Linked DNA regions of Mus musculus: all the other regions are linked to region 1. A link is a contact called in public promoter capture Hi-C data. All regions are on one chromosome and are shown on one strand. Each heading gives the region's core, a stretch centred on a gene start, on an enhancer-like site or on the middle of the called end of the contact. The rest is flanking DNA. Distances are from core to core; before and after follow the strand shown. Region 1 holds the start of Stx11 (syntaxin 11). Region 2 overlaps Utrn (utrophin). Region 3 overlaps Utrn (utrophin). Region 4 overlaps Utrn (utrophin).

Region 1 (2,760 bases), core at 133-2,632:
AATCCAAGTACTTGCAGGTGGATCTCTGAGTTCGAGGCCAGCCTGGTCTACAGAGTGAGTTCCAGGACAGCCAGGACTACACAGAGAAACCCTGACTCAAAAAAACAAAACAAAACAAATGAAAAGCAAAACAAAACAGAAGGCTGGGGCATGGAGGAGAAAGGCCCCAAGGATAAAGTGTTACCTTTACCTGGCTTTAAGTATCTGACCTTGTGTATTGGGTGAACTGTGTGGCTGCTCTGTGTGTGGTAAAAACTACTTTCCGTCTCCTTTCCATACAGTCCTCTGTTGAGGTGAGGAGCAGGCTGGCCCACACTTAGAGTGCAGAGACAAGCTTCTTTTCCATGAAAGTGGAGTTTCTGCTTAAGTTGCCTGAAGTTGCTCTGCCCCGGAGATTTGTCTTTCTGGCCTTACCTGGCCTTACATTAGTAGATCGATTCATCGGTCATTTCACATTAGATGGATAACTTTGGGTTACCGTAACACCTTGTTCCTCAAATTCTTCTGGCGGTGGCTTCCTATCAATGCATATCATCTTTCTTTCTTCCTGTGTTCTTTTTTTAAGATTTATTAAATATTATTTATTATTATATGTAAGTACACTGTAGCTGTGTCTTTCAGATACACCAGAGAAGGGCGTCAGATTTCATTATGGATGTTGTGAGCCACTGTGAGCCACCATGTGGTTGCTGGGATTTGAACTCAGGACCTTTAGAAGAGCAGTCAGCGCTCTTAACCACTGAGCCATCTCTCCAGCCCCTCCTCTCATACTTTCTTTGTTTCTTGATGGCTAGCCTTCTACCTTGTTTGTCCAGCGGTTTCCCACCCCCTAGCCAGAATGCCCCTTTTCTGTTTCTGAGCCCCCAGTAGGGTGCCAGGCAACGAGGACAAGGTCGTGGCAATACTCCTGTGGGTGTCCCACTGACAGCAGGCAGGAAGGGGCTAGTGGAAGGCGGGGCTCAGTGTCTACGTGGTCCACAACCTCGGGTTAGGCAGTCGTGCGGGTCCCCGCTGGCGCAGCCACACCCACGCTCAGAAACGGTTTCTAGTGCCCTAGTTTCGGAACTACTCTGGACTGCAAAAGTCATCCGCGCTGAGGGGTTTTCCCGCGGAAAGTCCGATGGATCCCGCCCCGCCCATCTCTCCATCCCAGAGCAAGGAAGAAGAAAGAGCAAGTTCCCGGGTGGTCCACACCGTCGCCCGCAGCATCTCGGGGTGCACAGGAGGGGAAGAAGGCTCGTGCTTAGGTTCCCAGCAACCCGCAGCGTGGCGACCCCAGTCGGGACGGGAAGCTGCGCGCCTAGCCGAGGGCGTCCCCGGGGCGGGGCCCTGGTCCCCAGCTGTGCAGCCTCAGCGCGGCAGGGGCGGAGCCAGCAGCACCAGACGCGGCCCTGCGGCTCAGGGCTCGGACCCCGGCTGAGAAGCGCAGCCCGGGCCAGCAAGAAGCGGAGGGGGCAGAGCCGCGGGGACACGCCGCGGTGTCCTCCCGGCGTCCGGACGCTGGATCAGCGCCCCGCAGGATCACGGTTCGTTTTGTCCCGCGAGTCTGCTTAGCTCTCTAACTCTTTCGACATCGGGGACCCAGGTTCGGGGTTGGCTGGAGTGGTGGACCGCGCTGGCAGGGATGCTGCGCAGCTGCAGGTGGGTTTGGGGTGTGGTTCCCTCTGTGCCTCTAGGTACCTTCAGGACGAGGCTTTGGGTTTCTCACCTAGAGCCGAGAGCTTTTTTTTTTTTTTTTTTTTTTTTTTTTTTTTTTTTTTTTTTTTTATGTTTAAGAATATAATGCGTTATCAGAAGTGCTTCAGAAATGTAGACTGACTCTGAAGCTTCCTGAGGCAACTTCTGTTTTGAATTTTTGTTGTTTTTATTTAATGGAGGTGTTTTATTCAGTTCGGTCGCCACTTTCTCTAACACATCAGAATGGACACTTCTCCACTTGAACTTGACAGTATGACTCAGGAGCCAGGAAATACAGGAACACTGATACCGCGTTGAAACAGCTCCCACGGAGGATTTGGGGTAGTTTGTTTTAGGAAACCGATCTGATGGCTTTGCTTAGAGAACCACACCACGGAATTCTGTTGGCTTCTTTGGCTCCGCGAACATCAGCTGAGACCTGCGTTTTACTTCCTGTGACTCTCACACTTATTAGAGCCATTTCTCAGCAGAGGGAGGAGCTGTTGTTTCTACACGGGTATCCACAAATGAGTCACAAGTCTACTACAATTGCAAGGCTTTGTTAATACGCTTTTGAAAAGTGAGGTTGGATTCCTGTACTTTGAATAAGACCGAAGATTCAGTCTGGTACTGTCAAACTGGGGCAGGCGGCCTAGGAAGTAACTATTCAAGTTTTCAGTTTCCTAGAGCGCCTGATGGGACAACATGCCAGCTAGGGTCACTAGGCTGATCTGAGATAAACCCTTAAAATCATGTGCTTTCCCACAGAAGCTGAAGAGAAAATTAATTTCTTTATCCAATAACCATTTGGCTGTTGTTTTCACTAGTTGGTAGAAACTGGACATTTAATGAAGTGATTGTAAGTTACTCTGAAATTTAAAATATTTCAGAAAGTTTATTTTTACCAAATTAGTGCCTTAAAAAAAAACATATAGAAGCTTTTGAAGAAAGTAGATGGTTGCTGGAGCCAGACATTAAGATGCTGAGTCTCCCTGAGGCTGGATAAAGGCTCTAAGAAATAGACTTCCCTATCTAGGAGCTCAGTAGAGACAGGAATAACTGCATATCCTGGCTGAGCTGAGG
Region 2 (2,760 bases), core at 126-2,625, 470 kb after region 1:
GCTTCTAACAAATAAGAGTGAGCAGCATCTAGGATAATATATCGTACTGCTAGAATTTCTAATCTTTTCTTACGGAGAGTTGTATAGCAGTGAAATCCTACTTACAATCTTTTTCTTTGTCATTGTTAACATTAACCTTTCATGTATTGATAAAGTATAAAAGACTGCAAATAAATGCAAAAAGGACCCCACATAGTACACGTCAAATATTTGGAATGACCATAGGTTAAATGACTTTTGAAGGTTTATAATTTGAATATGTAGCTTGACATGGGGTTGGCAAGGAGGGGAAAAATGAAGTGGGCATTTAAAAATGGAGTTTAGTATTGCTTTTAAAAAGTACAGCTAAAGTATTTACTGCAAGTCAGTGACAGACTGGGCCCCTGTCTGGGTTCTCAACCCACATGGAAAGGAAATAAATGTTCGTGACATAAACGTTTAGAATCAGTAGTAACGAGAAGTAGAAGCCGGGCCAGTACCAAAACTAAGAAAAAAATATGATAAGGTTAGGAAATCGTCCTTACCAACCTTAAGGTTAACGTTGACCTTAATCATCCTTAAGACCAGGATGACTCCAGTAAATGACAACATCACTATTTTATATAAGAATTATGTTTAAAATAAATATTTTCACAAGCACACACAGGGGAAATGTCTACCTCTCGTAAACACTGAAGAGTAGAGTGTTTTCCTAGAATGAGAGAAGAGGATTCCATGGAGTTTCCTCTTGGAAAGACAGGGGTGAAGTAAGTATTCATGCTGCGTGCCCGTGCTTGAGCAACCTGCATGCACATGAAGGAAGTGCTTCTGCTTCGGAAGTCTGGGCCTGGCTCCTAGCCTCCGTCTGCTTTCCTCCCTCTAGTCTTCGCTCCCACTGTACAGAAGAGCCTGTGACAGATGCAGGACAATCCACGAGCACACACGGAGAGATATAAAGACTGCTGAGTTTTCTCTCCTCTTCTCCGTGCAGCCCAGACTGGCCTCAAACTTAAAGGGCAGAGGTTACAGGCATGTGACACCAACTTTACCCCTCTCGGTCTTCTAAAAATCTGTCGCACATTATAGACTGTACTATTTAAAATAACAGAATAAAAATAGAAAACACACAAGATATCCATAAAGTATGGTAGGACGTAGAATATACTGTCAAATGAACCCAAGAATGTAAATATAATTCTTCCTTCAAATTCTGGGCAGTTGGATCCCCAGGCCTGAACAGGGGAGGGTGGAGAGTTTGGGATGAATATATCCATACAGGTGCACACAGACACTGGGTGGGAAGGCCAGTGACAAGGAAAGAGCTCTTCTGGCATCAGAAGTGCAGGCAAATGGGTTTGGCTTTGTCCTCCTATTTCCCCTCTCAGCTCCTGTTCCTGTTTTCAAATGCAAATTAGAGTGCTCTCTTATCACTGGGCTCCCAGGTCTCCTAGACTGAGTAGCTGTGTTGTACATGGGATTGATACATCAACGCAGTGGAAGGCAAATGTGTCTTTAGCTTCAAGACCAGCGCATCACTGTGTTCCATTAAGCTAGGCATGCTCTACTGACAGATGCTGGGACCACTGGGGCAGTGTGGGCATCTCTCCAGGAATCTCCAGCTTGATGGGCCAAGTCACTATGCTGGAGTGTGGGTCTCTGATAGCAGCTTCTAGAGAGTATCGGTTTGAATCAGCTCTCAGCAGGGTTTCTCAGACAATACCATGCTATAGAAAGACTGGCTAGGATGCGTCTCCACCCGGGGCTTCAGAATTTACCATAGAAGCTTTTCATACTTGAAAAAAACATTCATCCTTTGGTTTTCAAATGAGAAGGTTTTGTTTTTAAAGAATGCATCCTTTAAGAACTTTATTCTTTTCCCTGTAAATCTTTTCTGCCTCTTCGAGTTTACTTTCTTTCCTTTTTCTTCTTCTCTTTCTTCTTTGTCCCCTCAAATTGCCCTAACTTGAACTTTTATGTATTGCTTCATTTTATATGCCTCACAAACGTGGACAACTTTGGGTTTGTTTTGTTTGTTATCCTCTCGTTGGCTTTGAACAGCTTCTAAGGCTTGCTGCAGCGGGACACAGTGGTGTTCTGACTACAGAGTGCTTAGTGGGCACAGGTCCTCTGTGGTAAACAGATGGGGAGTTTAGTGTCGAGCTTTGCTCCTCTATTGGCGAGCTGCTTGAGAGGGGATTATATGATAAACCAACGAAAGGACTGTACAAAGAGAAGAACTTCCACTGGGCGAAAATGTGGCAGCCAATATGGGATGTTTCATCCCAGGATGAGAAAGCTCTGTGTGCCCCTCTGTGGACTGATATTTAGTGGTTGGTTTAGAAACAGTTTGTATTTCATCCAAGGGAAACCACTGTGAGTAAGCTGTCTTGCCTCGAACATGAACAGGCAGTCTGTCTGTCTGTCTGTCTGTCTGTCTGTCTGTCTCTCTGCCTCTGTCTCTCTGTCTGTCTCTCACTGTCTCTCTCTTCCTCCCTCCCTCCTCCCCTCCCTCCCACAGACATTGAAACACAAATGCTTAAAATACATTCTTCGCAAAGCCCAGTAACTTATTAACCAGCACAGGTGTAGCCCTCATAAAAGCTACTCCACTTCTCCTGAGGCTGCTAGGAATGAAATTTTCATCTCACACATAACATTTTACATTTGTGTAAAATATAAAATATAGGTGTTATATTTAGCATTTTACAGATGTCTCGAAGGCATAAGTATTTAGAGGAGCTTGCCTTTTAATGACACTGTTTCCCCCTCTCTGGAGTCTGG
Region 3 (2,760 bases), core at 135-2,634, 290 kb after region 1:
TCTGTGAATGTGCACTTTCCTGGTGAGCCTTCACGTGTGTGTGAGTCCCGGGGCCATTTTCCCTCCTGGAGTGTTCCCACTGCAAGGCATGAAGCTGATGTTCAAAGCTTCTATTTTCCTGGTTCTCCTTTGATTTACTTAAGCTGTATTTCCCATCTGAATTTCTTTCTTTTTTTTTTCTCTCCATTTTTAATATTTAGCATTAGTATCATCACTCACGTCTCAGGACATGTGTAATATTTCTTTTTTTTAATTAAATATTTTCTTCATTTACATTTCAAATGCTGTTCCTAAAGTCCCTTATACCCTCCCCCACCCTGCTCCCCAACCCACCCACTCCTGCTTCCTGACCCTGGCATTCCCCTGTACTGGAGAATATGATCTTCACAAGACCAAGGGCCTCTCCTCCCATTGATGGCTGACTAGGCCATCTTTTGATACATATGCAGCTAGAGACAAGAGCTCCGGGGTACTGGTTAGTTCATATTGTTGTTCCACCTATAGGGTTGCAGACCCTTTAGCTCCTTGGGTAATTTCTCTAGCTCCTCCATTGAGGGTCCTGTGTTCCATTCAATAGATGACTGTGAGCATCCACTTCTATATTTGCCAGGCACTAGCATAGCCTCACAAGAGACAGCTATATCAGGGTCCTGTCAGCAAAATCTTGCTGGGATATGCAGTAGTGTCTTGGTTTGGTGGCTGTTTATGTGATGGATCCCCAGGTGGGGTAGTGTCCTTACGTCTCAGCTCAAAACTTTGTCTCTGTAACTGCCTTCATGGGTATTTTGTTCCCCGTTCTAAGGAGGAATGAAGTATCCACACTTTGGTCTTCTCATCTATTAAAAACAATAAATTTATGAAATTATTAGGCAAATGGATGGATCTGGAGGATATCATCCTGAGTGAGATAACCCAATCACAAAAAAACTCACATGATATGCACTCACTGATAAGTGGATATTAGCCCAGAAACTTAGAATACCCAAGATACAATTTGAAAAACACATGAAACTCAAGAAGAAGGAAGGCCTATCTGAATTTCTTATGTCTTTTCAGATTCACCTACTTAACCATTTCAGTTTTTTTTATGGCTTGAGAGTTGCAATGTGTCAGAGAGTTGAGTTTTATAAACCTTTAAGGTATTGCAAGTTATCTAGAAACCATTGACTCGTTATTGCTGGAAAAAAAAAAGCTAAAGAACAAACCACAATACATAAGGTTAGGTAAATGTTAGTGTGTTCTGAAAGTCAAGTGGGTTTTTTTTTTTTTCTTTTTCCTTTTTCTTCTAGAGTATTCTCAAGGATCTGGAAAAGAGGAAAGTTGACTTAAATGGCATTACAGAGAGCAGTGCCGCCCTTCAGCACTTGGTCTTGGGCAGTGAGTCTGTTCTGGAAGAGAACCTCTGTGTGCTCAATGCTGGATGGAGCCGAGTGCGGACGTGGACCGAAGACTGGTGCAACACCTTGCTGGTAAGATGCCAGAACATGCCTGCCACTGGGGATGTCTTCTCTAAGTAGCTGCATTGGAAAGCATGCGGCCCTCGTTAGGGCTCTGTGTGTGTCTGCTTTGCTTCGCTTGTGCGTTAGGTTTATTATTTTATTTTTCTACTGAAAAGATACCAAAAAGAAGAATTTACAGCACCTCTGATAAAAGTCAAATATTCATGCCAAACACAGGGGCCATGTTACTTAATATTTTAGTAAACATAGTTTTGTTTTAATGATAAGAGTATTTGCTAGTATAATCATAATATATAATTTATACATACATATGCACATGTATGTAGAAATGTATATTTATATACACACAGTCTTCACAGTGTCTTAGTTATATACTAGCACAGATAAAGGGTTATCCCAGACATTGCTGCCTGTAAAATTCTTGACTACTACCTCAGTGAAGTTACTTACAAACTCTATTCTTTCTTTTTCTCATCTACAAAATGGGCGTTATTATCATTTCTACCTTGTATGATTTTATAATAATTAAATGACTTAAAATGTGTAGTGGTATTATATAACAATATGTTAAACACCCTATTATTTTCTTTTAATTATAACTATTCCACTTTCATAGTGTTTCCTGGCTACTTCTACCAATGATTAACATATGGCAGCCCCTATCTCTGAAGTGAGAGTTACAATTTATAAGTTATTACTTTATTCTAGCACATCAGATAGGACTTTAACTCAGTTATTTCCCCAGTAATGGATTGGCATAGATATAAGAATAAGTGATCTGTTTGGGATTTTTTTTTTTTTCAAATCAGTTAGGATATACAGGGCAGAGGAGCTCATGTGCTTAGGTCTTGATTGATCAGAGGTTTATATTCTAGTCCATGACTCATTACTGTTATAACTTTATGCAAATTCTGTAATATAATACATCACCACATACCAATGTAGAGAGAAAAGTAAAGCTAAAGCTGGCCATGGTGATACATACCTGTAATCCCAGAATTTAAGAGACCAAAACAAGAGTCTCTAATGATAAAGGTCAATTTACATAGCAAGGCTCTGTCTCAAAAACGCCAAAAAAACAAAACCCCCAAAACCCAATACCCCTTCTCCCCTCAGAATAGTCACACCTGGTAGCACAGGCTTGTAAGCCTGCTGCTTGGATGACTGAGGCAGGAGGATCACAACTTGAAGGTCTTCTTGGGCTATATAGTAAATTCAAGGATAGCCTAAATAATTTAAAATAAAAAGTAAGAAGAGGCCTGAGGTCATATTCAGTTGCGCAGTGTATGAGGCCCTATGC
Region 4 (2,760 bases), core at 154-2,653, 270 kb after region 1:
TCCAAGATTTATCAGTAGCTAGTTTTGTATTATATTTTCTATGTATCTCTGAAAATATGCTTCATACAGGAACTTGAAATTATTGTCATATATTATAATATAGGCATTTGTCAAGATGCCATGATCCAACTCAAGAAAATAATCTTTTTTTGTAATATCACTGAATACACTATCCAAGTTTGTATTTCTGTATCTGCTTTATAATCTGACAGTGTAAGCAGCTGGGGATTTTATCTAAGGAAATAAAGGACAAGCTTCCTAAGTGACATTGAGGAATAAGCAACCATGTAGCATCCATTCGTCTACTTATCCCCTGTCTCCTGTATCCATGCATTTATCCATCTGTCCTTCATCCTCCATCATCTTCATCCATCCATTGTCTACCATTACCATCTCCTATCTGTCACATCCATCCATCCATCCATCCATCCATCCATCCATCCATCCATCCATCTACTCAAGTTCATCTGTTCACCCACTTGCTCATAACAATATAAAATCTACGGTACAGAAAGTATTTAGATCAGTTCTAGACGGTTTATCTCACTCACTAGTAAAATTTAAAAAGTTGTATAGTGTGTGTGTATGTATACACACACACACACACACATATATATATACACACAAATGTACTTAGGAAACATAGGTCTATCTGGGGCTGGAGAGATGGGTTAGCAGTTTAGAGCCCTTCAGCTCTTGCTGAAGACCCAGGTTCCATTTCCAGCACCCACATTGGCAACATACAACAGTCTGGAACTCCATTTCCAGGTGACCTTGATTTGCCCGCTTCTGGCCTTTGTGGTTAGGTGAGGAGCTCTGAAAATATTCCCAGACTCCTCTGAAGTACTTCACAAAGTTACACAGTCTGTACACAGACTGTGTACAGGCAAAATATCCCTACACACAAAATAAAAATAAGTAAACACAGGCCATGTCAAACTAAAATGTACAGAAATGTGTCTCATGTATGCTACCATGACAGAATTTAACACTGTCCTAAAATACCAAGTCTATAGTTATGATCTTGTGGATTTTATTTTCAACTTTTCTATGGATCCACTAAAATGATAATATTTATTGTTGTTCAGGAAATGTAAACCAAGAGTCTACATTTATGTGACTACATTGCATTTTACCCCCCCCCACACACACACACACTATGCCATAGTTTTATCAAGAGCTGCTTAAAGTGTTGAGCAAGGGAGAGGAGCACTGTGTGCTATTGTGGCTTCTCCTAGAAGAGTCACACCCTAGCTTGCGGGGTGGGCATGGAAAGAAAAGTTCCTTGTCTATTTTTAGGCCTGTGCTCCTGTTTGGAGGGAGGGAACAGGAAAGCCACTAACCATTCCTTAACCCACATTCCTGTGAGCCCATCCTGTTCCTGGCCTGGCCTCCGGTTTCTGTCAGCTCTGGCCTCCACTCAGACATGTAATTTGAGCAGGCTACTGGACGTGTCAGGGGAAGGTTGGACGATTCCTGTGTGACACGATCATCTCTTTCAGCCGAAGTGCATTTGTGGTTAGGTGAGGAGCTCTGAAAATATTCCCAGACTCCTCTGAAGTACTTCATAAAGTTACTGAGCCAGATTCAGACAGATAGCTATTTTCAAATATATGTTCTACTTCCTCCTCCTCCTCCTCCTCCTCCTCCTCCTCCTCCTCCTTCTTCTTCTTCTCTCCTTCTCTCCTTCTCCTCCCCCTCCTTTTTCTTTTACAAAACACTTTACTTATGTGCCTTGGTGTTTTGTCTGTCTGTATGTCTGTGTATGTAGAGTGTTGGATTTTCTTGAACTTGAACTGGAGTTACAGTTACAGAGGAGTTGTGAGCCATCATGTGGGGACTGGGAATTGAACCTGCATCCTCGGGAAGAGCAGCAAGTGCTCTTAACCACTGAGCCATCTCTCCAACGTCTATCTTCTACTTTCTGTTTTTTTTTTTTTAAGATTTATGTATGTGAGTACACTGTAACTGTACAGATGGTTGTGAGCCACCATGTGGTTGTTGGGATTTGAACTCAGGTCCTTCGGAAGAGCAGTCAGTGCTCTTAACCACTGAGCCATCTCTCCAGTCCTACCTTCTACTTTCTAACCAACATTTTATAGGGTAATGCCTTGTGGACATCTTTTGTAATAGTTCTTTTCATCCTCAGTTTTTTCCCCTTATTTTTAAGAACATTTTTTTGAGAACAGGTCTTCTTCTGTAGAGCAGGCTAGCCCTGGATTTACAGAGACACACCTGCTTCTGCCTTCCAAGGGCTGATATTACAAGAATGTGTGACTGTGCCCAACTCCAGGCTCAGTTTAGAATGTGAGGCCACACCATGGGAATTCTGCTTCCTGTTTTATTTTTTATATAATAGACAGTGTTACAATTAAATTACTTGATGTTCATACCTTTATCGCTATAGGTGAAGCTCCTTAATGTGGAATTAAAAGGTCAGAAACCTAGTTAGTTTCTGCTGCTTACCTTTCACAGTGTTGGGAGTACAGTGCAGGCTGCCAGGGAGAAAAAACACCAGCTGTGAACCCTATTTTCAGAGTTATATTAGATATCTTCTAGTTAGGTTCATGTCTAAAATGTTGTATAGAAGTCATTATATTTTCATCCTTTCTTACATTACACAGCACCAGCACAGGATGCTTTAAAAGTTTTATTTAAATGTTAAAAAATAAGACTGGAAATCTATTGCAGTGCCTTTAAATATTAAAGGGTAGAACTTGGCATTTAACGTATTAAAATTTATTTATTGAGTGGAATTGG

Evidence for each region. Promoter capture Hi-C pulls out the DNA fragments that hold promoters and counts their contacts.
Region 2: a promoter capture Hi-C map of stem cell-derived epiblast-like cells shows a contact between it and region 1, with 2.8 times the contacts expected there. The contact joins the enhancer-like site here to the promoter of Stx11 in region 1. A contact is called at or near these places in 7 of 39 promoter capture datasets (the 3T3-L1 cell line, the C10 cell line, embryonic stem cells and 3 more).
Region 3: a contact with region 1 is called in a promoter capture Hi-C map of 3T3-L1-derived adipocytes, with 7 times the contacts expected there. The contact joins the enhancer-like site here to the promoter of Stx11 in region 1. A contact is called at or near these places in 14 of 39 promoter capture datasets (the 3T3-L1 cell line, 3T3-L1-derived adipocytes, the C10 cell line and 7 more), 1 of 15 datasets of contacts at CTCF or cohesin (the NIH/3T3 cell line), 2 of 484 Hi-C or Micro-C datasets (bone marrow-derived macrophages and nephron progenitors), 7 of 115 datasets of contacts at active chromatin or transcription factors (the 230-238 cell line, bone marrow-derived macrophages, embryonic hindbrain and 3 more) and 4 of 9 other capture datasets (adipose tissue, embryonic stem cells, liver and 1 more).
Region 4: a contact with region 1 is called in a promoter capture Hi-C map of the HPC-7 cell line, with 3 times the contacts expected there. The contact joins the enhancer-like site here to the promoter of Stx11 in region 1. A contact is called at or near these places in 15 of 39 promoter capture datasets (the 3T3-L1 cell line, the C10 cell line, the HPC-7 cell line and 9 more), 3 of 15 datasets of contacts at CTCF or cohesin (CD8 T cells, the NIH/3T3 cell line and pro-B cells), 3 of 484 Hi-C or Micro-C datasets (bone marrow-derived macrophages, embryonic fibroblasts and nephron progenitors), 13 of 115 datasets of contacts at active chromatin or transcription factors (the 230-238 cell line, the NIH/3T3 cell line, bone marrow-derived macrophages and 7 more) and 4 of 9 other capture datasets (adipose tissue, embryonic stem cells, liver and 1 more).

Annotation. Positions count from the first base shown.
Region 1 is chr10:12,962,881-12,965,640 of GRCm38.p6, reverse strand. Stx11 (syntaxin 11) reads left to right here and starts at 1,382. Exons shown (of 3, transcript NM_029075.1): 1 at 1,382-1,641.
Region 2 is chr10:12,488,501-12,491,260 of GRCm38.p6, reverse strand. All of the region lies in intron 53 of Utrn (utrophin), which reads left to right. Among named protein-coding and RNA genes, the nearest start is that of Gm25139, 120 kb to the right of the region's middle. Within about 2 kb of position 1,375, at least 24 of the 459 cell types and tissues checked have an H3K27ac peak or open chromatin away from gene starts, as enhancers often do. A contact at or near this core is called in embryonic stem cells and stem cell-derived epiblast-like cells, where this site is marked.
Region 3 is chr10:12,670,460-12,673,219 of GRCm38.p6, reverse strand. Utrn (utrophin) reads left to right here. Exons shown (of 74, transcript NM_011682.4): 34 at 1,290-1,469. Among named protein-coding and RNA genes, the nearest start is that of Utrn, 190 kb to the left of the region's middle. Within about 2 kb of position 1,384, at least 1 of the 459 cell types and tissues checked has an H3K27ac peak or open chromatin away from gene starts, as enhancers often do.
Region 4 is chr10:12,693,549-12,696,308 of GRCm38.p6, reverse strand. All of the region lies in intron 24 of Utrn (utrophin), which reads left to right. Among named protein-coding and RNA genes, the nearest start is that of Utrn, 170 kb to the left of the region's middle. Within about 2 kb of position 1,403, at least 98 of the 459 cell types and tissues checked have an H3K27ac peak or open chromatin away from gene starts, as enhancers often do. A contact at or near this core is called in the HPC-7 cell line, the NIH/3T3 cell line, adipose tissue and 2 more, where this site is marked.